Regions from separate parts of the Mus musculus genome. Here all the other regions are linked to region 3. A link is a contact called in public HiChIP or PLAC-seq and promoter capture Hi-C data. All regions are on one chromosome and are shown on one strand. The core of a region is the stretch at or near the end of the contact, and the rest is flanking DNA. Distances in the headings are between cores, read along the strand shown.

Region 1 (2,925 bases), core at 322-2,821, 2.6 Mb before region 3:
CTTCACTCCCCCTCCAAGCTGCAGAGGCAAGGTGCTCCAATCACGTACAACTAGGAGGTTAGAGTCACCGGCTGGCTCCTCCGCCCAACCACAGTACAAAGACTCTTCCCAACCTTACAGGCTGGACATACTGGAACCAGTCACCTTTGCCCAGCTTCTTCATAAGGTAGAAGATGCGCGTGGGAGCGAATCATCAAGCTGAGAGATCAGACTACTGTCTAGAGTACCAGCAGTACTCTAAGAAGAGCCACGTCATTCAAAAGAGGCAACAGCGTCCCTAAGTGCAGCTCCACAGGAACAGCACAGATAGTGGGTCTCAGGAAGTCAGACATCAGAGCAAAGGGCTCGGAGACTCTCCCCGAGTAAATTTGTCTGGTAGGGTGTGAGGAAGTTCAGGGGCAAAAGTGGTGTCTCAAAGGGGGTGAGGGGGTGGGGTGGGAGTGGAGGACTTAGGCTTCCAGTTGAAAATGGCAAAATGGTTGATATTTCATTTTTTTTTTCTTTGCAAGACCTCATTAAAATGGCACTTTCTTTTAAAGGCAAAAGGCTGAAAGGACAACAGTGGGAAGGAGACCAGCTCTGAACTTCCTAGCAACGGGAAAGGCAGACAACATGGAACTCGGCCTCCAGGTTGCATGGGAAAATTAAGTTTAAAGAAAAACACTATACTCTATCCAACTTTGAACAAGTTTAAGAATAGAATAAAGATATCAGTTTGACAAATTAAAAAAAAAAACAAAAACAAAAACAAAAAACCTTTGGTGTCCCTCATTTCTCAGTAAATCACCTGGAATTTATTCTACCAAAAGTGAATACAGCAGAAAAGAGAAAAGCCTGGGACCCAGAAACAAGAAATCTAACCTAGCATGGCGGCAAAGGGAACCCCTGGGATGAACCAAGACCCAGTTAGGTACAGGGTGTCATGTAGAAAGTAGAGAAAGCCGCCAAGGGTTTAGCGCTATTGGGAGCTGTCTACTGTCTTTGCCAAGCTCACCCAGTTCTGAAGCTGCAGAGATCATGTGAGCCTGGGAGGCAAGAGTCCCCTCCCTGCGATCTCAAGACTAAAAGCTTTCTTTCTCTTTTACTTTGAAATGGGAACACAGTGTTTCTGTTGCTCTATAACTGTTAGATATAACTTTGCTAACGGCAAAGTTTCCAATCTAGAGACACAGTCAAGATCATCGGTTGAGTTTTGAAAGGAGAGTCCAAGGCATAGGTGCCTTCCAAAGGAATGAGAAGAGGGGACCCAGGTTCCAGGAGCTACACTGGCTGGAAGCTTGGCCATGTGAACTAAGGTCCCTCCCTAGAAAGATTCTGGGTCGTGTTTCTCTAAGAGTTGCAATGCCCTGGAGGTCTGGAAGCTGGTATCAACTTTCGCACAGTAAAATCGGGACCCTCACCTGGCTCAGGCAGGGTGCGCCAGTTGTGGGTCATGTGCTCCCATGAGCAACAAGTTGTTTACACTCTTCATTTCTGAAAAGTCATAAGACACAGGCAAGTTAAAAAACGAAAGTGAAATCAGCTGAGAGTGACATCAGTCAGCACAAATGTACCAAAGTTCAGAGCTGTTTACTTGAACGCGACTGCCTGCGAGTGCAGGCAGAGCCCAGGAGCTCTGAGCTGTCTGCTTGCAGCTTCTCTCCTCTGCCCTGGTTTCTGGAGCCTGACTTTAGAAAGCAGCCCAGGAGAAGATCGACTCCCCAGACAGACGCTGATTTCCTGTGTCACCTTTTGATGAGTGTTCCTGGGCTCCAGCGTTGGTTTTTGTAAGTACACCCCCACAACTCCACAAGGGATAAGAGGTGTTTAAGTTCCCAGACTCCACATTCTAGCAACAAACCAAGGGGGGACGCTTTGCTTGGTGTCGGTGGCCTCCTCTCTCCCCAGAGAGTGATATAACCTTTCACCTCTGTCCTGCCCCCATGCTCGTAAGCATCACTGTGTGCATCTCTGCCTCAAAAACTCTGTAAATGGTTAGAAACACACAGGTAGCTGCATGCAGCCTGGTGTTCAGGAAGCTTGTACCATTAATACCTGTGGCTTTGGGACACATTGTTCTCCAGAAGTAGGCAGGCAGACAAAAACATGTCACTACAGCCAAACTGATACCAAGATTTGAAAAACACAAAGAAAAGATCTGTGTTCTTGTCCAAAAGAGAATTATAGGACATAAAAGATTTTAAGACCTGATATCAGCCCCCAAAGGAAACTCATGGAGGGGGGATTGTCCCTTGAAACAGGTCTTTCTTTTTCTTTTTCTTTTATTTTCTTTCCTTTTCTTTTCTTTTCTTTTCTTTTCTTTCCTTTCTTATCTTTTCTGGCTGATTAATAACTCCCATTACACTTCTTTAATCTGTAAAATCAAGTTGTTGGATAGGAGAGAAAAGAAAAAAAAAAAAAAACGGGGGGGTGGGGGGAAATCTTTCAGAGACAGCTGAAGTGTGTTTTCAGTATTTCCTCCTCTCTGGGTCTTCCTAATCGCAGGTCTGAGAGTCAGCGCCTGGAGCAAGGCCTCACACATCCCGTTTTCTAAGCTGCTATTTTAGTCCCCACATTATCGAATTACTAAGGCTATGGTGGCTTGCTCTATAATCTCACTTTTCACCAACAGCACGTAATTCTGGGAACATTTTAATGTGGCCTTCACTGGGAAACACCACAGGACTGATTTTCTCCACCTCTCCTCTCTCCTGTGCACCTGTCTGGGGATGCCTTGACCACCCGTGGCCTCTCCTCTCCTGTGCATCTGTCTAGGGATGCCTTGACCACCCATGGCCTCCTCTCTCTCCTGTGCACCTGTCTAGGGATGCCTTGACCACCCCTGTGCTTTTGAATTGGCTCCTAAAAGCTGCTTCTCCATTCTAACACACAACTGACCTCCGTTATGCCTGACATTGTAGTACTCCATCCTTTCTATGATACTGC
Region 2 (3,009 bases), core at 229-2,728, 3.0 Mb after region 3:
GGCCAATACTGAGTTTCCTATCAGGAAACTCGGGCTTCCCTTAGTTTGAATGTTCTGGTTGTGATGCAAATTTAATTCGATATGGCAGGTTAAAGTCAGAAAAGTTTGAAAGACTGTGGGATAAGGCAACAAGTAGACGGGATGGGGGTGGGGGCTGAGTTCTTCCCACAAGTCCTGCCGCTAGGAATAGGGCATTCGCCTTTGTAAGGAGCCTGTTTGCTGGCTCAGAATCGTTGACCATGGTTAAGCCACCCACCCTAGAAGCCACCAGCATCCATCATCTCTGAAGTACCTGGCACATAATCCTATTTCTTCTTCCTAGCCCATCCATCCTCTCAGGGTTGGAAGACTGGCTGGGAACTTCCAGAAGGAAGAAAACCATCCTTCCCTCACAAACACCAGCTCCTCACGCTAGCAGCTCAAAGGAGAAATCGAGGAAGAAGCATCCGAGCATTCCTCTTCCTCAAATAAGCAGCTGGGGGATTCCAATGCCTTAAGCTGGAGCCCACAGCCATTCGTTCACTTTTATCCCCTCGCGGAACCGCCTACTGTTGCAACGCACTCCCCACCCCGGAGTGGGTGGCTAGGGTAGAGACGGTGTGACACAGCCAGTGAGTCTTCCCAGAAAGGCAGCCTGCCAGCGAAAGCTTCTCCAGCCCCATCCCCTAACGCTCTCACGTTAATTCCTAAAAATGAAGCCTTCGGAGAAAGTGAACTAGGCGGCTGGGAAAGTTACGGCGCAGGGAGCAATCCGGAGCAAGGGCAGGCGCAGAGCAGGGTCGTTCTGAACCCTCGTGGGAGGCGACGTACGCGGGAGGGGGGGGGGTGTCTTCCTCTCGGCGTCTATAAGAACCTTTCAGCCCAGCAGGAAAACAGAGAAAACAAAAGCCAATGTGCCCGCTGCCGCAAACCAATCCTCCCGCACTGAAGCGGAGCAAATAGGAGAGCGGCGACTAGGCGGCGGAGCGGAGCTGAGAGCGGCGGCGGGACGGAGCAGGGGGCGGAACAAAGCCCCCGGGATCCCTCGGCTCCAGTCTGGAGACACAGCGCCCCCGTGCCCCGGGACCCCCGGGCAGGGAGGGATGCAGGTGTGTGGGTGCGAGTGCGTGCGCAGCGAGTCCCTCCCCCGCGCCCCCGAAACCCAGTGTGCAGTCTCCCCCACCGCCCCCCCCCAATCCTTCCATCCCTAAGTGGCTCTCACCGGAGCGAGGATCGAAGGTGACCACGAACACGGCCACCACCTGGTCCTCCTCTACGTCGCCTAGCTCTAGGCGCCCCGGCTGCAGCAGCACTTCGGGGGGAGCTGGCTCGTCGGGTTCCCGCCTTCGGGGCGCCTCCGCGGCCACTCGGCCCTCCCCACTGCCGCCCCGGACCCATCCTCCAGCTTGCAGCGCGGGGTCCTGCGGCACAGAGACCGCGGGGCCCTCGGCCCAGCGCAGCAGCGGCGCCGCGTCTCCCTGCTCCACCATGGCGAGGCGAGGCGGAGCCGGGGCGCGAGGGGCGGGGCAGGCTGCGGGCACTCCCCTCCGGGCCTGCCCGCCCTGCCGCTTTCTGCGGTGCGGAGGCTCTCTGGGTGCCCGCTGGGCTTGGCCACACCTGCCCCTGCTCGGACACCAGCGCACTTGCTTGGTCCCGGAGCTCTGGAAGGTGGCCCGCACGGGTTCAGCGCCCCGTGGCCTGGTCCGGGCTTCAGCTCTGCATCTCTGTATGTGGGTGCTCTTGATCCATAGTGTAGGGTGCAGGACGCGCATCCCTTAGTCTGTCACCTGCGCGTGGGTTGAAGAGCCTTCCCAACTAGGATTCCACTGTGAATTTTTGAACGTCACCATTATGGAGCGGAGCACATATATTATATAATCCCGAGAGCTTGGTGAAAACTGCCTCCAAGTCAGGAAGTGAAGCAGAGGACATCCCAAGTGTTTCAAATACACACACAAATCAAGATCAAAAGGACTGTAAGGTTGCCATTGGGCATTTAACTTTATTTATATAACAGGCTGGTCGAGATAGTGATCATTAATTTATTTCCTTGCATATATGCAGTTTGGAGATATTAAGCTGGAGGGCTGGGGTGGGGGTGGGGGGCATTCTACATTAAAATAAGCAGGAAAAAGTGAGTAGGAAAGCAGCCCTTAAGCCTGTCTGTGGCTTTGGTAAGTAAGGATTGCCAATGAATTCCCTCTGAATATTTACAAATAAAAATTTGAATTTCTCAGTTCTTGGAAGGGGGTAAATCTGGTGACTAACTTAGAGGTATGCATAAGAAATATCCATTAAAATTATGAAAAAAATAAGATAGCAAGAGACAATTATTTTTAGATAGAATTCACCTCATGTTTCTGACAAGGACTTGGTAAAATTTTTGTGTTACCTGTTAACTCCAGGGACTTTGTGAAGCCCAGGTCTCCCTGCTTTGATCCTGTTCCCAAGAGGATCATCAATGACTGCCTACCCACAGCTGCTGCTAGTTCCAAATATGTGACTCACGCCTTAACAGTAAAACGTTTTACCAAAAAGTAGTGATTGCTGTCATCATCATTAGTTAGTTCACCCTAACCCCCATCCCCTAAAGACATGTTAAGTGACTACCTCACTCAATTAATGGAGTAATTACTGAAATGGGAGTCTGGGGAATGTACAGTCCAAGCCAGGGCTAGGGCACAATCCAGTTTAAATTCAAGGGCACATCTGCTTGAGTTTTGCACAAACTCTGAAGGCCAGACAACAAAGCCCACTACTTCAGAAACTGAGGCACAGCCAAAGCTGAAGTTGAGAAGTACAAGATTCTATTTTTAGATACAAAACTCGGTTGATAGATAATCCTTAACCACTTTCCAAAGTCACCGGTTTTAGGGCAAATGGGTTGGTCGGTTCTTTCTTTTCTTTTTCTTTCTTCCTTCCTTCCTTCCTTCCTTTCTCTTTTTTAATAGTTGTGTTGTTTGTTTTTGGTGTTTTTCTTCTTGTTTTTGTTTTGTTTTGTTTGAGGCACTTTCTCTATGTAGTCCTGGC
Region 3 (3,003 bases), core at 449-2,948:
CCCCCAAAGTTAAAAAAAACAAAACAAAACACAAACCCCAGCTATGGTGTGAAAGGCTCAGGGTCTTTCCAAAGCATAGGAAGCAACCTAGGCTCCCAACCCGAAGATTTCATCGGGATAGACAGAGGGCGAAGGCCAGATGACCAGGATCACACTCAACATCTGGCTTTTGCCCCAGAGTGAAGCACCACTCCCTCTAAACCCTACACATGGCTTCTTTTTTTAACCAGACCTTCTCAGCTACCACAAATGCTTTGGTGGGAAGCAGCAGGAGGCCCCATCCCTTTTCCCAAAATACAGTCAGCCAGTGGCAAAGGCCAAAGAGGTGGAGCCTGCAGGCCGTTTTGCAAAAGTTTCAAATATCCTGGTACTGACCCCATTAACAGCACTAAGACAGAAATGCAGCCAAGCCTGTCCTTACCTCAGTCCCTCAGCAGTCCCTCAGTGCCCCCCACCCCCACCCCTCCCTCTCAACTTCTAAGAGTTCTGAACAAAGCCACATTACCAGCACTGGCTATCACAAACAAGATTTTCTCTTGCAAAAAGCTGAAAGTGACATCTTTAAATGATTCACGCTTCTGACAGTTGAGTCTCCAAAGAGGTCTCTGCGGGGAAGGAACTGGTGAGCTGTCCTACCTCTCCCCCAGAGCCTCTCTGAAACATGCAGTTGCCTCAGATTTTCCCCTGAAAAAGGGAGGAAGCAGTTCGAGGCTGTGCAGATGAAGCAGCCAAGTGAGGCGGCCGCCTTCCCGTGCGGTGAAGGAAGGCTTTTAACACGAACATTTTAAAGCTATAAACAAGAAAGTAAAGAAACTGGATGGGATGGGGACAAAAAACATATGGGATGACTATACTACATTAGCTTGTCCAAATTTTGGATGTGTGTGTATTGTGTGTGTTTTTTTACAAACCTTACCATTTTAAAAAAAAAATCAATATAACTGGGCGGAGGTATTATTCTCAAAACACGTCGCTTCCCAGCATTGCTGTACCGTTAGCAATAGGAAATGGAGCTACCGACAGGAAAACACTATAAACTGCTTTGGAATACAAAGGGTCACTTATTCGGAAGAAAGTTTAAAGGCTCCAGCTGTGCACCTTAATGTGTTCATAGAAGAAAACTCCCATCCCCAGACCTCTTAATATAGTCATGCCCTTCCCCAAACGCTGCCTCCCAGGACCCAGCTGGTGACAAAACCCGCTTTTCTCCTCACCCCCGACTCCCTTTGCCCGGACCACGGGTCCTCACCGTGTGGTACATGAGGGCCTCAGTCTCTCCGGGCTCTGACAGCTCGCTCAGCTTGCGGTCCCACTGCAGGACGCTCTGCTCCCCGCTCTCCAGCACCTCCATGGCGGTGGGCGCCGCGCAGGGCCGAGGATGCTGAGGCAGGAGGGGACCGCGCAGAGCCGCCGCGGGCCGGTGAGACGCTTCTCCCCGTGTACTTGGCGTGTGCGCGCGTGGAACTTATGCACTGGAGCAGGAACTCGGGAGAGCCCTGCCGAAGGCTACGCGACCCTTGTCCTCGGAAATCTGTGACTCCCCGGGGAGGACAAGCCTGCTGGGATCGGGCGGAAGGTGCAGGGGTTAAATCGGGCTGTGCATCCAAAAGGAAGGCAAAAAGGCAGCGCTCATCCCAAGAAAGTCCTCGCGCAACAAGCCCACTCCCCACTAGGGCTCCAGACAAACTTTGAGACTCCCTTGGGCTCTTGAGCTCTGCCCCTGGATCCAGAGGCGACCCCACCTCCTTCCAGGCCAGTGACCAATCGAACGCCCGTCTTGCCATCTATACCGTATCAAAAGTCCCTTTCTCATCCATGTCCCTCCCCCAGAGGGAGAGTCGCGCGAAGTCTCCGCCTAGTCCTCGGAATGTGGGCGGAGAGGGTCTTTTACGTCACTGGGGAACGCCTCCTGCCGGAGCGTCGCAATGGACCAATAGGGTGCTAGGGTCTAGAAATGATCGACTGAAACATAGATCAATGAGCTAGGGAGACCTGGAGGAGCCAACCAATCAAATAGCGACAAGAATACATTTTTATAAGAGAGGGCGTGCGCGCCCAGTGTCCTCCCTAAGAGTCTCCGCTTAAAGGAGGTTTGTTTCGCGAGTTTATTTCCTCAGAGAAACCAAGCGGATTGAAGCGCTGTCTACATTTCAAATTAGTTTAGGTCGCGTGAGTCTGTCTGGATTTAAAAGAATGCACCACATATATGAAAATGCGCACGTGAGCAGAAATCTGAATTATCACAGTTCTAGCACACATTCATTGCTAGCTTTTTATGTAGTTTTATGGCCTTTATTAAACAGACATTAGCCAATCTTGCCACACGTTTCCAAGTCCTAAATCAGAGGGCTAATTTTTTTTTTTAAATTCATAGGATTTTGTTGTTTTGTTTTTGAGACAAGGTTACCTGTAGCCCAGGCTGTCCTCAACTGCACTGTGCAGCTAAGGCTGAGCTTGAACTCCTGATCCCTCTGCCTCACCTCCGGAGAGCTGGGAGGGACTGCACGGTTATGCCACTAGTGCCTGCTTCACAGATCTTTTATTCCCAATGGAGTACCAGGCAAAAAAATGAGAGGATGGCCAGGTGGGTACTATTCCAGATACTGGTCAAAGAGGTAACGGATACTCTCCTGAGTGTCGTGGATGAAGTGGGGCTTAGGGGAAAATAAGTGTTTTAATGGCTGCAAGATGCACCCCAAAGTGAGTGTTGGGAAAGAGATCTAAGCCTTTGACCCCCTTAGAGAAGAAAAGGCCTGCTCTATAGCATTTTCCCCCAATGTGATTTTTCTTCTTCCCTTTTGAGGTTTCCTTTTATGGAAACAGCCTTAGTTGGCTATAGTTTAACCATTTTACATACAGGGCTGTGGTTCCAGGTGGTTCTTACAAGGGGACAGTCAGGTATCAGGTCTACAGAGAGTTTTGTCTTCTTCAGAGCGTGGTTTTGCTGTGTGAAGACAGAAGTCTCAGAACTTTACACTGTCTTTAAGCAACTTTTATTTTTCA
Region 4 (3,344 bases), core at 414-2,913, 2.4 Mb after region 3:
GCGGATGCATTGCTACCTCCCTTCTCCCTTCTTTAACTTAAAAAAAAAAAAAAAAGAAGAGGCTGGAAAGATGGCTTAGCAGTTTAGGTGCTTGTCACCAGGCCTGCCATCTGACTGTGATCTCTGGGACTCCCCTAAGGTGACCTCTGCATGCCTGAGCACACACACATACATGTAAAGGGCTATTTAAAAATTTAGGACGTTTTGAGATTTCAGTATGCTTTCCTAAAGGATTTCAATTTTATGAAAGAATATAACCTTTTAAATTATATAACATTAAGTCAAATGATTTACATGCCAATTAGATTTCAATTCACATAAAATTATCCTAGGAGTTACACAATAGGGTAAAAATTAAAAACAAACAAACAAAAGTTATTTGTGGGTGGGTCTGTGTGACTATGTTCCCAGGGAGGCAAGATGGAGAGGGTTCCCCTAGACCAGTAGTTCTCAATCTTCCTAATGCGGCGTTCCTTTAATACAGTTCCTTATGTCGTGCTGACCCCTCTACCATAAAATTATTTCATTTCTACTTCATAACTGCAGTTCTGCTATTGTTATGAATTTATGAATTGTAATGTAAATATCTGATATGCAGGATATCTGATATGTGACTCACAGGTTGAGAACCTCTGCCCTATAATGGTGTTATACGTGGTTGTGAGTTATCTGACTAGAAACTCAACCTGGATCCTGCAAGAGCAATATGCTCTATTAACTACTGAGCCATCTCTTCAGCCTCACAAATTAGTTCCTTTGAAATATCATGTTTCTTTAAATGTGAATGAAAGAAAAATACAGGTGAAAATAACCGTTGAAAATGAGAAGCAAAACCAAATTACTTAAATATGTCAAGCAAAACACATAAAGCCCACATCTGAAAATTCAGAACTCTTTTTTCCCCTTTTGGCATAAAAAGATAAGTTTATCTTTCTCATGGATCTATTTATTTAAAATGCTTGCAGGTACACTTGTGTGGGTATAAGTGTAGGTCAATTATCAACATCAGGAGTACAATTTACCTTATTATTTGAGTTTCGACTGACAAGGAAAGCTGAAGGCATAGTGCCTGCCTAATCACGACCCAAGGAATGCATACGAGTTGTTACTGAGAAGCAACGTGCTCAGAGCATTTAAAAACTGGTACCAATTATTTTACTGGGTCACAGGGCATGAACCCCTCCGAACAGATAACTTTATTTTTTTTTTTTTGTTCAGCATGCACAACTCATACTCTCCGCTGTCTGATTCGCGCACTCCTCCGGCGCTGGAAGCTGTAGTAGAGTCATTCATTTTCCCAAGCATCATCTAAACTGCATTTTAAATAACAATCAACAAATATCGCCGGCGCATCCCACACAAAACTGAGTGCGAGGGCGGGCTCACTAGGAGAAAGGAAGTGCGTTTTTGGTTTGTTCAGTTCCCCACAGGATAAGGGGAAAGCCTCGGGTGTTTGTGGGGTACACGTGGAAGCTCCAGGAAGGCCCCTAACTGACTCGACTGGATCTGGCAATTCCACCAGGTTAGGGACCCGGGTCCGCCCGCACCGCCGCCGCCCTCTGCTGTGACCCCAGCGCTCCGCTTGCCTTACCTGCTCCTGACCTCGCGCACGCGCGTCCCCGGAAGGCCCGCCCCCCTTTACTTGCTTCCCAGCTCCAGAGAGCAGGAGAGAGGCGGAAGCTTGATGGCTAGAGCGGAGTCGGCGGACAACCCGGAACTACTCTCACTCCCTGGGGGCGGGACCTCGGGCGACACCTAGCGGCCGCGCTCGCTCTGAGCCCAGGGCCTCCGCCCGCGAGGAAAGCCGGGTTGTGTGGGTGTGGTTCTGAGAGTGGGGGAGCCTTGGCTATCCAGGAAGGTTCTAGAGGGACCACACGCATCATTTTGTCGAGAATAGCCAGAGCTGAGTCCCTCCTCGCTGAAGCTCCTTGCTCTGTGATAATAGAATGAAATGCAGTATTTTTCCTTTGTCTTCACGTTTCATTTTTCTTTTCATTAGAGCTTATGCTCTTTGCGTTCCAAAGATACTTGATGCTAGCTCAGAGTCTTTCTGACCGTGTTGGGTTCCTATCAATCAAGGAGTTGAGCTGTGGTTCTCTTTTCGGGGTACAGGGATAGAACTCTTGGATAGGAGATAGACAGGAGCAGTAACACAGAGAAATTGTGTTTTGGAAGATAGCCTAAGTTCTGCTTCTCTTTGTACATTTGGATAAGCTAGTGTAAAACTCTGTCCCCAGCCTTTTTCTTTTCTTTTCTTTTTTTGTTTTGTTTTGTTTGTTGAGACAGGGTTTCTCTATGTAGCATTGGCTGTCTTGGAACTCACCGTGTAGACCAGGCTGGCCTCAAACTCAGAGACCCATCTGCCTCTGCCTCCTGAGTGCTGGGATTAAAGGTACACACCTGGGCCGTCAATCCCAGACTCAAACTTTTATGATAAACTCTCAATTGTTTTTTAAAAGCAAGATGTCTTAATTGTGGAGCAAGAAAATATCGTAACGGACAGTATGAGATCAATCATGAGATCTTGAGCAATCTCAAAAGAAATCAGATATGTGGGCCAAGAAAACTGCAGCTTTATCTGCGCAGCTGTGTCAGCTGCGGGTCAGAGTGCCCTTTACCGTTGACTGTCCTTGGGAATGAAGATAGGTTGCTCATACCGCATCAACAACTAAGGTACCGGGGTATTTGCCTACGTGTGCACCAGTGAAGGGTCAGCATCCTGCAGAGACCATGACTTCATTACGATATTATTTTCATTGTGGGCTTGGCCAGGATAAGCTTTTCTAGAGGATCCTGAGAAGAAATATCCTTCAAAAGTGATCTGACCCACCGTGACTTAGGAAAGAAAAAGGCTCGCCCTACTCTATCACTATGACACCCACTTTATAAATGTAAGAATTAAAAAAAAAATACGACGGGGAATCTACTGTGCTCTTGCCCTTCTCTTTGGAACAGCTCACTCCTTGAAATCTTCGCTTGCTTTGTTAGATAAACTGCTTACACTGTGTGTCTCCTCTGAATTTCTTCCTTGAAAAAACAAGAGCTGAGAGACCGCCTCTCATAAAAAAGGCATGTCTCCTCGGCAAGCCTTTCACTGACAACAGAAACACTATCAGTATTTCGCTCCTTGCAAAATCTGCTTTCAATAGAGCCACCTTTTATAGGGATTACTATACAGTGCCTATTGAGTGCTTGGTAGGTCGATTGAGAAACGAGTGCTTATTTTCTGAGCATTAATCAAAGTCTTACATAAATACAGTAAAATAGATTTTAGAATTGAGGCAAGTCAGCAGCAAGTTCTATATCTAGAGGAGGGCATTCAATTGACATTGTCTTTGCTCCTA
Region 5 (3,028 bases), core at 92-2,591, 2.3 Mb after region 3:
TGTGTATGTGCACTGAAAGACTAACCCAAACTGCCAGCAGTGCAAGGGAGCAAAGGGCCAAGTGAAACCTGATGGAATCTTGACAGCTTTGGGGTTCAGGGAGTGAATAGCTTGCAAAGTGTCCAAAAGGATTTGTGAAGATAACAACGGATTACAAGGTGACGGTGCAGTGGAATGAAGTAGAGGCACTCAAGGGGACTAGGGCAAGAGAAGAGCAAAAATGCTCTTCCGTGGAAACTAAGGTTAGAAGCAAGTAGGTACAGTTGAGAAATGAGCGGGGTGGTGGATGAGGATAGAGGTTTACGGGTCAGCAAGGGAGCACTGACAAACAGTATTATTCGGGGATCAGAGACCAGGATGGGAAAAGCTTCGGAACAGTAAAATTTGGGGCTGAAAAAGTAAAGACTACACCAAAAAAAAAAATCATCCCCTGGGCAAAAACCGGTCAAAAGAAAAATCCCCCAAACAAGTAGCAAAGTGGGAAGGGGACAAGGGCCTGCAAAGGGAAGATAGTGAGGAGAGTGGAAAGATGCGCTCCGTCATCCCCAGGATCAGGGAGTAATCGCACACGGCGGTTCCTAGGGCTAGGGGACCAAGGGGTACTGCCCTGGCCACTAAGCTCCATCCTCGACGCCGTCCCTGCCGGCTAGCAAAAAGGAAAACATCTCAGGGATGCAGGGCTGGAAGCCTCAGCCAGGCGTGACCTTCTCCAACCCAGAGTTTCGCCCCCTCTGAAAAGGCTCCAGCTCTGCCCCCACTGCCCCAATCCCATCTGGGTGGGGGCCGGGGAACCCCCCTGGGCCATCGTGTGTGTTTACGTAGCGAGGAGCTACAAGACAGAGGGGGACACTCGGCCGATAACCACCTCCCCGCCGGCTACCAAGCACTGCCGGGGCTCCTTCTGCTGCCTCGGTCCCTCGCATAAACACTGGCCCGCCGAGCCCCTGACGCGCGAGCACTGGGGGGGGATGGCGCCGCCACTCACCTCTTCAGGAATGGCCGGGTCCGCAGCCGAAGAGGCCGCGGCGCCAGCGCCGGCCTCCGGCTCCATGTCGCCATTGAACAGAGCCTGGCCCTGCTCGGCGCCGCCGCCGCCGTCGCCACCGCCACCGCCGCCGCCACCGCCGCCGCCGCCACCGCTGCTGCTGCCACCGCCGCCACTCAGCGCCGCCATCTTCGAAGCGCGAGCCGGGCCGAGCGGCCGCCGCGGGGCGGGGAGGGGGAAGGGAGGCGCAGGGCGGGCGGAGGCGGGCGCGGAGGCGCGGGGGGCGTGGGCGGAGCGGCCGGGGCGGAGGCCACCTCTGGAACCCGCCGGCGGCCCCGGCGCAGCCGAGCCTGAGGGGATTTGGGGGGGGGAGGGGGCGGAGACGACGAGGAGTCGCCGCGGCAACGGCGTCACCCGCATGTCACGGTCGTGACGTCACCTGGGTGCGTGACGTCATCCGAGGAGCACCCTCGCGCCGCTGTCGCCAGGGGAGTGTTCCTTCTCCTCCAACCACCCTCGCGCTCACACGTTTCTACCCGCACAGTTTCCATGGCTCCGGCTTCCTATTTTTTCTCAGCCTGTTCTGTCATGTGGGATTTACTAGAAGAGCAGGGGGTGGTGTTTTAAAGAAGTTAAAATCCTAGAGGGAAGAAGGCCGGAAAGTCTGTAGTACTTATTACTGCCGTTACAAAGAAGCTCTGGGTGTCATAAAAATAAGACCTTAAACGCCAAGGTTGAAACATCAGCCAAGCCAAATTTCATAGAACTGTCTTGGAGCAGCTAAATTCTCAGTATGGTGTTTGTATCCTGTCCCTAAAGGACTTGATCTGTTGAAGTATAAATGAAAATCTAAAGCTGGTCTTCAGGGTATTTATTGCCTAGTTTCAGTCATTTACTATCAATTGGCTCCTTCCATGCACTAGGACCTGAGGAGAACACATGACCATTTTAGACATCTTATGCATCATAGCTAATTTTTATTCCAAAGAAAATAATTTAAAATATTTTGTAGATCCTGACTGATCCAAGGCATTCTCTTCAAACTGTATATGAAAAAAAGAATTGGGAGAAGAGAATTAAATCATCTCAGAGAAGCCCAAGTTGCAGAAATTAAACCCAATTTCTTTATGTAAATTACATGGTTAAAGTACGTTTAACCAAAGAAGGAAATAATGGAGAGAGGAAGTGTGTTAAGAAAAAGAGAAAACAGGAGTGAAAAACAGAAGCTACCAACACTATTCAGGAATTTCCAGTTTAACTCTTGAGTTGAGTTGTCTGTGTGTCTGTGTGTGCACTTCTATTAATGGAAAGGGGGATGGTCGCCACCAACCTCTTTATTGCATTTAGGATGAGTTGAAAGGTAGAAAGCTTCTGACAATAGGATGTCTGCCTATTTGGTCTGATCAGCACAGGCCCGGCAACTGATGCTTTGCTTCAAGGTAAGCAGTGCACGTGTGGCTGCTTGGTGAATCAAAGCATTACGTTCTTGTGTATTGAAAAAAAATGCCACCAATCAAATAGCTATTCTGTGTTTGCCAATGACATTGTACATTCTCTTCCAAGCAGGGACATTCCCCTGAGAGCTACATTTAAGTCAGAAGATGATCTGACAGATTCGAGTGAAGGAGATGATCACAGATAGAGACTATATTATCAAGCTATGCTAGTTTAAGGCAGTTTTTAAAAACCATAAATACATAATGTCTAAGCATACTAAAATAGGGCCAACAACCAGGCAAGGGACACTTCCTCCTTGATTTTGTCTGAAACACAACTGTTGGGGTTTTGGGGTATTGTTGTTGTTTGTTGTTGTTGTTTAGTCCCTAACTGTCCAGGTTTACTTTAGGAAATTATTCCCTAAGAATGTATCATTATAACATTTTTTTTTACAACATTAAAATTTCTAAGACATTTCTCTTTTGTTTTGTTTGAGACAGGGTTTCTCTGTGTAACAGCGCTTGGCTGTCCTGGAACTTGATTCCCAGAGATCTGACTACCTCTGCTTCCTGAGTGCTGGGATCAAAGGCATGTACCCCCATGCCC
Region 6 (3,130 bases), core at 282-2,781, 2.3 Mb before region 3:
CTCCTATCCTAGAAATGTCAAAAGAGGGAATTTCCCAGATCAAAAGAGAGGGGGGAAAAGTCAAATTTGCACCCATCACAAATAAATGTTATCAATTAACATAAACATCAATATAACGGAGCCAATAATTGATACAAAAGGAATCTGTAACCCACATACAATCAAAATACCATCTGTATTTATTTGCATGTGGTGTTCGGGGATGAAGTGTGTGTGTGCGCGCTAGATTCACCTGGTTTTGAAATTCTAAGCTGATCTTTATGGGTATAATCAGAGACAACATCAAGTGTCCTGAGGAATGGCAATTCAGGAGAATGCTGAGTAGCACGGAGAAGGTCGAAAATGAAAAGAGGGGTAAAAAAGGATAGCAAATGAGCAACAAAAAGATCAAAAAAGCAAAACATTCCTTTCCCGAGTAGCCCGAAGAAAGCTCTTTTCTCTTAACGTTAATAGTCTCCCACTCACTTCATTCACTTCCTAACTTCCTTTACTTTTCAAGGAACAACACGGGGCATCATCTCCCCTATCCTGGAGTGTGTGCTCAAAGAGTCTGCATTGGAAAGAGGGAAGGAACCGACAATTCTCAAGTAGGTTAAGAAACAGGTGGGTTATACGGAGCAACGGAGCAGCAACATGATTTAGATACTCACGAGGTGGCTTTAAGATGACAGATGCGGTTAAAGGAGACTTGCACATCGGAATCAACTCGGGTCTGGCAGACAGACTGGGGGCTGACTGCAAGCACCAGAGGGGAGCAGAGGCTAGATCCAGAGCAGCCTTTCTGGAAGGGATGGGGCAAAAAGGGGCAAAAAAGCCCACCAAGCAGGACGGGTGGGCAGTGAGCAGCAGCACCCGTCAGAGTGGAAATGATGGCTCTGGCTTGGGAGACCGGGGCCAGTAGGAAAGGACGTCAGAGGGGAAAGGAGGCTGGGGAAACAGGAGGACCAAGACCTAAGGATACTGTTGCCAGAAAAATGCGGGGAAAACTGGTGATGAGAAGCCCTCTTGGGTTCTCAATTGAAGAAATTCTCCAAGGAGAGCCGGCGCTCGCTGCCGCGCTGCCTCCAACCCGGCTGCCTTTTCCTGGTGATAACTGCTGTGGCGTAGAGGGGAGAGGGAGGAAGAAGAGGAGGAGGAGGCAGCCAGAGGAGGAGGAGGAGGGTGAAGACGAGGCGGGCGGGGGTGGGGGGGTGGGGAGAAAGGGGGGTGCGGCCTGCACAGTCCCAGCGAAGCCTCCGCTCTCTCGTAGCCGGTCAGCGCCGGGTTTCCCCTAAGCCCAGCCCCGCAGACACTCACCCGCCTGCCTTGCCTCGCTTTTCTCTTAGCCGACTCCACGCGTTGCCGAGTCCTCACAGGAGACCAATGAACGAGAGTCGGCGAAAAAACTCTTCAGAACCGGGCCTGACTGCTTCAGTGAGTCCGACCTTTACGGCTGAGAGAGAGACTCTCAGCTTTCGGTGGGTTCCACGGCTAGACGGGCCACCATCTTACATTAGGGTAAGACTCCTCCGGCCTCCGCTGCGCAGGCGCATGCCGATCCGGCTGGGCGGGGCGGGGGAGGGGCGGGACAAGCGGCAGGCGGGCGAGTGGGAGGTTGCGGCGGACTGGTCCACTGCACCCTGGGAGTTGTAGTCCTCCGATAGTAACCGCCCCGGGGCAGGCCGGGAATTGAAGTCATCACTAGAGAAGGCGCTCGGGAACTCGTTCCTCACGTGGCTACTGGAGCGCCGGCTTTCTTCTTGTTTTGCTTCCTCTTCTGCCCGCGTGTGTGGCTACTGTGTCATGTGGTCGGCGGTTTTCACTAATGTTAGCTGAAATGTAGGAAACCAAAATTCTACGAAACTTAACTGATTCGGAGGAAGCTAGGACGTGTCTTTTTCTGCCCCGCCCGCCATAGATAGGTATCTGACGGGGGCGGTATGGTGGTAGAATCAGGTTGAGCATTGCAAGAGCGCGGGATTTGATCTAGAGTGGGGAGTTGATACTTTTGGAAAAGTGAGCGTTAATTCGTTTCCCGGTCTTTGCACGTCCTTTACCACCAGTACAGCTGAGCTCATCCTCCTTACTGGAAAATCGCCAGTGAAGAAATACCTGAATTGCCATGTGCACATTTCTCAAGAGAACGCGGGCAGTCAGAGTAGCATGAGTTGCTGATGATGTGAAAGCATGTGGACTTACCTGCAAACTGTTGCTGGCTGCACAGAACTCTTCCAGCCTGCACAGAAGTGTGCGTCAGGTTCGCAAACTGCACAAGTAAACACGTCTCAAAGGACATAATACAACCGCAGCCGGTTCGAGCACCGAGAAATTCTAAATAACAAAATCAATTTACTGAACTTCCCGGGTTGCCTCCCAGAACTCTGGTGTAAGTGGCGCTCCTGGAGCGGTCGATTCTGTTTATTGCCTATATTCTTCATCTATTCATATAAGTGCTGAGCTCCTTGGTACCCAGTTCAGTGCCATATGCTGGGAGCATACAACAGAGACCAAAAACACAAATCTGTCCCCATTCTAGGGTGTGTGCATGTAGTGGGGTTTGGAGAAGTGAAAGGAACCAAGTTTTCAAATCCAGGATTAAAATACGTAGGATGGGACTGTGGATGTCACACAGTGGTAGGGCGCTAGTCTGGCACACTTGAGGCCTGAAAGCAAAAGGTTTAAGGGGAGGATTTAAAACAGAAAAGGGAAATGTAAGGAAAGAAATTGAAGTTTTAAAGTCTCAGTCTCGCTGGACGTGGTGACACAAGCCAGGACTCTGAAAGCAGAGGCAGGTGTATCTCTTTGAGTTCAAGGCCAGCTTGGTCTACAAACCATGTCTAGAGGCAGAAAAAAAAAAAAAAAAACCACAAAAAAGGCAACCAGACCAGTTTCTTTGGTGTAAGAGAGAGGAAATGTTGGGGGGCAGGGGGAGGGGCATAAAAATGACTCAACTTATTTTACACAGGAATGAAATTGCTAAAAATTATATATGTGTGTGTGTATGTGTATACATATATATACACATACATATATATGGGTGTGTATGTGTGTGTGTGTATATATATATATATATATATATATATATATATATATATATATATATCACATTTGGGCATAGTGGTATGAGACCTTGTCTCAAAGTAAAAAAGTT
Region 7 (3,052 bases), core at 230-2,729, 3.0 Mb before region 3:
AGACAAGTATTGTAAAGTTTTATATGCCAAGCTAGTGTTATTGAGTATTCCTAACAAGGTCAAAGTAAATCAAATGAGCAGGCATCCTAAGGTTCAGAGTACCCTCAAATGTCAAATGCTGTATGGCTGTTAGGATTGGTTTTGCATGGCTGCCGTTACCCTTCCTGAGGAGAAAGCTTTGATACTACAGGGCAGCGGAAATGTTTTCTGGTCCATCTGCCCTCATGAAGAAGAGGAAGAACAGGTTGGCAGGTGTGTACGATTGGGCAGATTCCTTCTCCAGCTGTTCTGACCTGAGAATCCACTGGCTAAGACAAGTAGCCACACCTGAGCCATCCAGGAGGTAGAGTTTAACTTTGCTAAGCCACCATCACTACAGCACTGGGTTCACACACCATCACTCCAGCCGACAGAACTCACTGTCCTTGAGAGACGCTCTCTCAGAAAGGGGTAGCTGCAACTATCATGAGCTAAAATGCATAAATGGGACATACAGCTTGCTACAAGCAGGCCATCATGACACCAGTTCATGGTGTGTCAAGATTTTCATCCTAAATAACTGATCTGAGCACCCATTAGCTGGTCACAAACTTATTGGACTTGTTTATAGAATTAACTAGGTGAGTTCAGAAGACACTAAGTGGAACAGCTTTCAGAAACCAAGAAGGGGAATTTTCCCGTCTGCTCAGGCACACATAACATTTCTTATCTTTCTCATTCACGTTTTGACACACGTTTCAGACCTTGTGTGGTAGTTCAAGCCTGCTTAGTAGCTTCCAGCTCTGGTACCAGACCCGAGTGACAAGCTGGCATTTTCATAGGTTTAATTTCAGAAACTGTAGTGTACCATTTTCTACTTTTCTAACCTCTTCGCCCTTCTTGTACTTTTAGGATATCCTATTATTCGCTTCTCTTCTCTTCATAATGTTAGGAGAAAGTAAGAATGAGCGACTATCTGTAAATAGGACACTTTAAAGGTTTTCATTTTAATCTCTGTTTTCGACGCACAGGCGTGCCAAACAAGCTTTCGTGAGGATCTACCGGGTTCAGCCTAGGTAGGACCTGAAATTTTCCGTTAACTAGAAGAAGTATCCCTTCATCTGCTGACCCGCTTTTCACAGCAGGTGTGTTTCAATTTCGAGAACTTCAAACAGGTCTCTGGACGGCAAAGCTAGCAGCCCACAAACATTGCCCCGGCGATGCTCAGGGGTTTGGGTCTCTACGACTAAAGCCCGCCTGCCTATGTCCGAAACTACCATCTTATTGGTCTATCCGTGCGTCTGTTTCCTCATTAAACCAATCATAGCTTCCCTTCTTACCCCAGGGACTTGAGAAACCGGAAAGAACCTCCGGCTGGTCGCTGGCCAGAGGGCGGGGCCGTGAATGAGTGACAACTCTGTCTTCCAATACCCAGCGCTATCGGTTCTGACCATTTTGGCTTCTAGGCTACAAAAGAGCGTTGATGCCGGCTGTAGCGATGAATCCTCACTGGCGTCTGCAGCACGGCGTTACCGAGGACCGGCTGCTACTGGTAGTTTCCTTGCAGGTGAGTGGCTTCGTTGTAATTGTTACAGTTGTGAGGATTTCTTTTCTTTCATGAGTGGCTTGCTGTTCTATCGTGAGAAGGCCGGTTGCTACCTTGCCCGGCTTTAGTATCTGGTGGGAACCTGATGCCCGCTTCAAGCGAGACCCTCCCGAGTACCCCAGCTCTCAGCTGGCCCTTTCTCAGCGAGCATCTCTCAGGAACAGTGAGTTCTGTCGGCTGGAGTGATGGTGTGTGAACCCAGAGCTGTAGTGATGGTGGCTTAGCAAAGTTAAACTCTACCTCCTGGATAGCTCAGGTGTGGCTACTTGTCTTAGCCAGTGGATTCACTGGAAGGAAGCAGGTGTAGGGCGAAGGCAGACCTTGATCCTAAAAGTGTAAGTTAAGGGGGGAAATATCATGGAAGGCAAAGAGGTTGTTGCATATTCAGGAGTCTCAGGAACCATATTCCGGGTTCAGGGGAACACTACCCCCTCCCCAGCACACACGCGTGCACGCCCGACCACCACTATCATGGCCAAAAAGTGTCATTTCTTTTTGTGCTAAGGGGTAGGAGCAAGTATTTCACTACAGTAAGTCAAAAGAAATGCAAAATTGTAATGAAGTTTATTATTAGACTTTGCAGGATGGAGCCCCCCCCCCCAAATTAGGAAGGGTTTATAGCCCGTGAATGGGGGAAATGGTTCTAGAATATTAACTAACAGAATTCCGACGCCTTCGGGAGGAAATAAAAAGTAAATGGTTACATTTCAGCAGCAGGTACAAACGTTTCTATAATAAAAGTCGTGTTAGTTTGTCTGTAAAACTGAATTTTCACATTTTTTTAAAAGAATTGTTTATTTTATGTATATAAGTACATTGTAGCTGTATTCAGACACACCAGAAGAGGACATCTGATCACTTTACAGATGGTTGTGAGCCACCATGTGGTTGCTGGGAATTTAACTCAGGACCTCTGGAAGAACCGGCAGTGTTCCTAACCTCTGAGCCATCTCTCCAGCCCAATTTTCACATTTTTTTCAAGACTGTTTTATGTGTATGATTTTTTTGCCTGAATGTATGTATGTGTACTCTGTGTACGCCTAGTGTCCATGGACCACCCCCCCCCCCCCGGAACTGGAGCAAATGTCTATGAGCCCCCCTGCAGGTGCTAGGAAGGGAACCCAGTTCCTCTGGAAGAGCAGCCAGTGCTCCTGACCACTGAGCCATCTCTCCAGCCCAGTTTCCACATCGTTTAAAAAGGCAGAAGTTACATTTCTAAGGCCCATGCCTTTATTAAAGGCTATGTAAAATTAAAGATAATTAGACAATTTTTCACTATCATGTCTACAAGGAAACTCTCACTGTATTGACCTCTGTATGAAGTCTATAGCAAATAAAAGTGTCCGGCTTCAAGGACATATTCTTTTGTGCCCATATTTAAACTGAACCAAACTAACCAGATCATTGTAAAAAAAATATTTTTTTAAAGGAGAGTATAGAAATCTAGTATAGCCCCCCAAAATTGTC

Evidence for each region. Promoter capture Hi-C pulls out the DNA fragments that hold promoters and counts their contacts. HiChIP or PLAC-seq counts read pairs in DNA pulled down with a chosen protein or histone mark. Capture Hi-C pulls out chosen DNA fragments and counts their contacts.
Region 1: a promoter capture Hi-C map of liver shows a contact between it and region 3, with 3 times the contacts expected there. The contact joins the promoter of Tmem140 here to the promoter of Creb3l2 in region 3. A contact is called at or near these places in 2 of 39 promoter capture datasets (liver and pre-B cells), 1 of 484 Hi-C or Micro-C datasets (CD4 T cells) and 1 of 9 other capture datasets (liver).
Region 2: a promoter capture Hi-C map of liver shows a contact between it and region 3, with 3 times the contacts expected there. The contact joins the promoter of Dennd11 here to the promoter of Creb3l2 in region 3. A contact is called at or near these places in 1 of 39 promoter capture datasets (pre-B cells) and 2 of 9 other capture datasets (adipose tissue and liver).
Region 4: a contact with region 3 is called in a promoter capture Hi-C map of pre-B cells, with 4 times the contacts expected there. The contact joins the promoter of Mrps33 here to the promoter of Creb3l2 in region 3. A contact is called at or near these places in 2 of 39 promoter capture datasets (liver and pre-B cells), 1 of 484 Hi-C or Micro-C datasets (CD4 T cells) and 1 of 9 other capture datasets (liver).
Region 5: a promoter capture Hi-C map of pre-B cells shows a contact between it and region 3, with 4 times the contacts expected there. The contact joins the promoter of Braf here to the promoter of Creb3l2 in region 3. A contact is called at or near these places in 2 of 39 promoter capture datasets (liver and pre-B cells), 1 of 484 Hi-C or Micro-C datasets (CD4 T cells), 1 of 115 datasets of contacts at active chromatin or transcription factors (thymic regulatory T cells) and 1 of 9 other capture datasets (liver).
Region 6: an H3K27ac HiChIP or PLAC-seq map of embryonic stem cells shows a contact between it and region 3, with 4 times the contacts expected there. The contact joins the promoter of Cnot4 here to the promoter of Creb3l2 in region 3. A contact is called at or near these places in 4 of 39 promoter capture datasets (the 3T3-L1 cell line, hippocampal neurons, liver and 1 more) and 3 of 115 datasets of contacts at active chromatin or transcription factors (astrocytes, cardiomyocytes and embryonic stem cells).
Region 7: a contact with region 3 is called in a promoter capture Hi-C map of pre-B cells, with 4 times the contacts expected there. The contact joins the promoter of Bpgm here to the promoter of Creb3l2 in region 3. A contact is called at or near these places in 2 of 39 promoter capture datasets (liver and pre-B cells) and 1 of 9 other capture datasets (liver).

Annotation. Positions count from the first base shown.
Region 1 is chr6:34,861,575-34,864,499 of GRCm38.p6, forward strand. Tmem140 (transmembrane protein 140) reads left to right here and starts at 1,572. Exons shown (of 2, transcript NM_197986.3): 1 at 1,572-1,766.
Region 2 is chr6:40,434,657-40,437,665 of GRCm38.p6, forward strand. Dennd11 (DENN domain containing 11) reads right to left here and starts at 1,479. Exons shown (of 9, transcript NM_001356375.1): 1 at 1,202-1,479. The coding sequence starts at 1,469. It also overlaps a transcript of Wee2 not described here.
Region 3 is chr6:37,440,450-37,443,452 of GRCm38.p6, forward strand. Creb3l2 (cAMP responsive element binding protein 3-like 2) reads right to left here and starts at 1,699. Exons shown (of 12, transcript NM_178661.4): 1 at 1,250-1,699. The coding sequence starts at 1,351. Gm33318 (predicted gene, 33318) reads left to right here and starts at 2,061. Exons shown (of 3, transcript NR_166917.1): 1 at 2,061-2,584.
Region 4 is chr6:39,809,273-39,812,616 of GRCm38.p6, forward strand. It overlaps Mrps33 (mitochondrial ribosomal protein S33), which reads right to left and starts at 1,664. Exons shown (of 3, transcript NM_010270.2): 1 at 1,592-1,664.
Region 5 is chr6:39,724,122-39,727,149 of GRCm38.p6, forward strand. It overlaps Braf (Braf transforming gene), which reads right to left and starts at 1,342. Exons shown (of 22, transcript NM_139294.5): 1 at 986-1,342. The coding sequence starts at 1,174.
Region 6 is chr6:35,132,206-35,135,335 of GRCm38.p6, forward strand. Cnot4 (CCR4-NOT transcription complex, subunit 4) reads right to left here and starts at 1,532. Exons shown (of 12, transcript NM_001164413.1): 1 at 1,297-1,532. It overlaps Gm33046 (a long non-coding RNA gene), which reads left to right and starts at 1,326. Exons shown (of 5, transcript XR_868974.2): 1 at 1,326-1,497; 2 at 2,043-2,365.
Region 7 is chr6:34,474,877-34,477,928 of GRCm38.p6, forward strand. Bpgm (2,3-bisphosphoglycerate mutase) reads left to right here and starts at 1,480. Exons shown (of 3, transcript NM_007563.5): 1 at 1,480-1,546.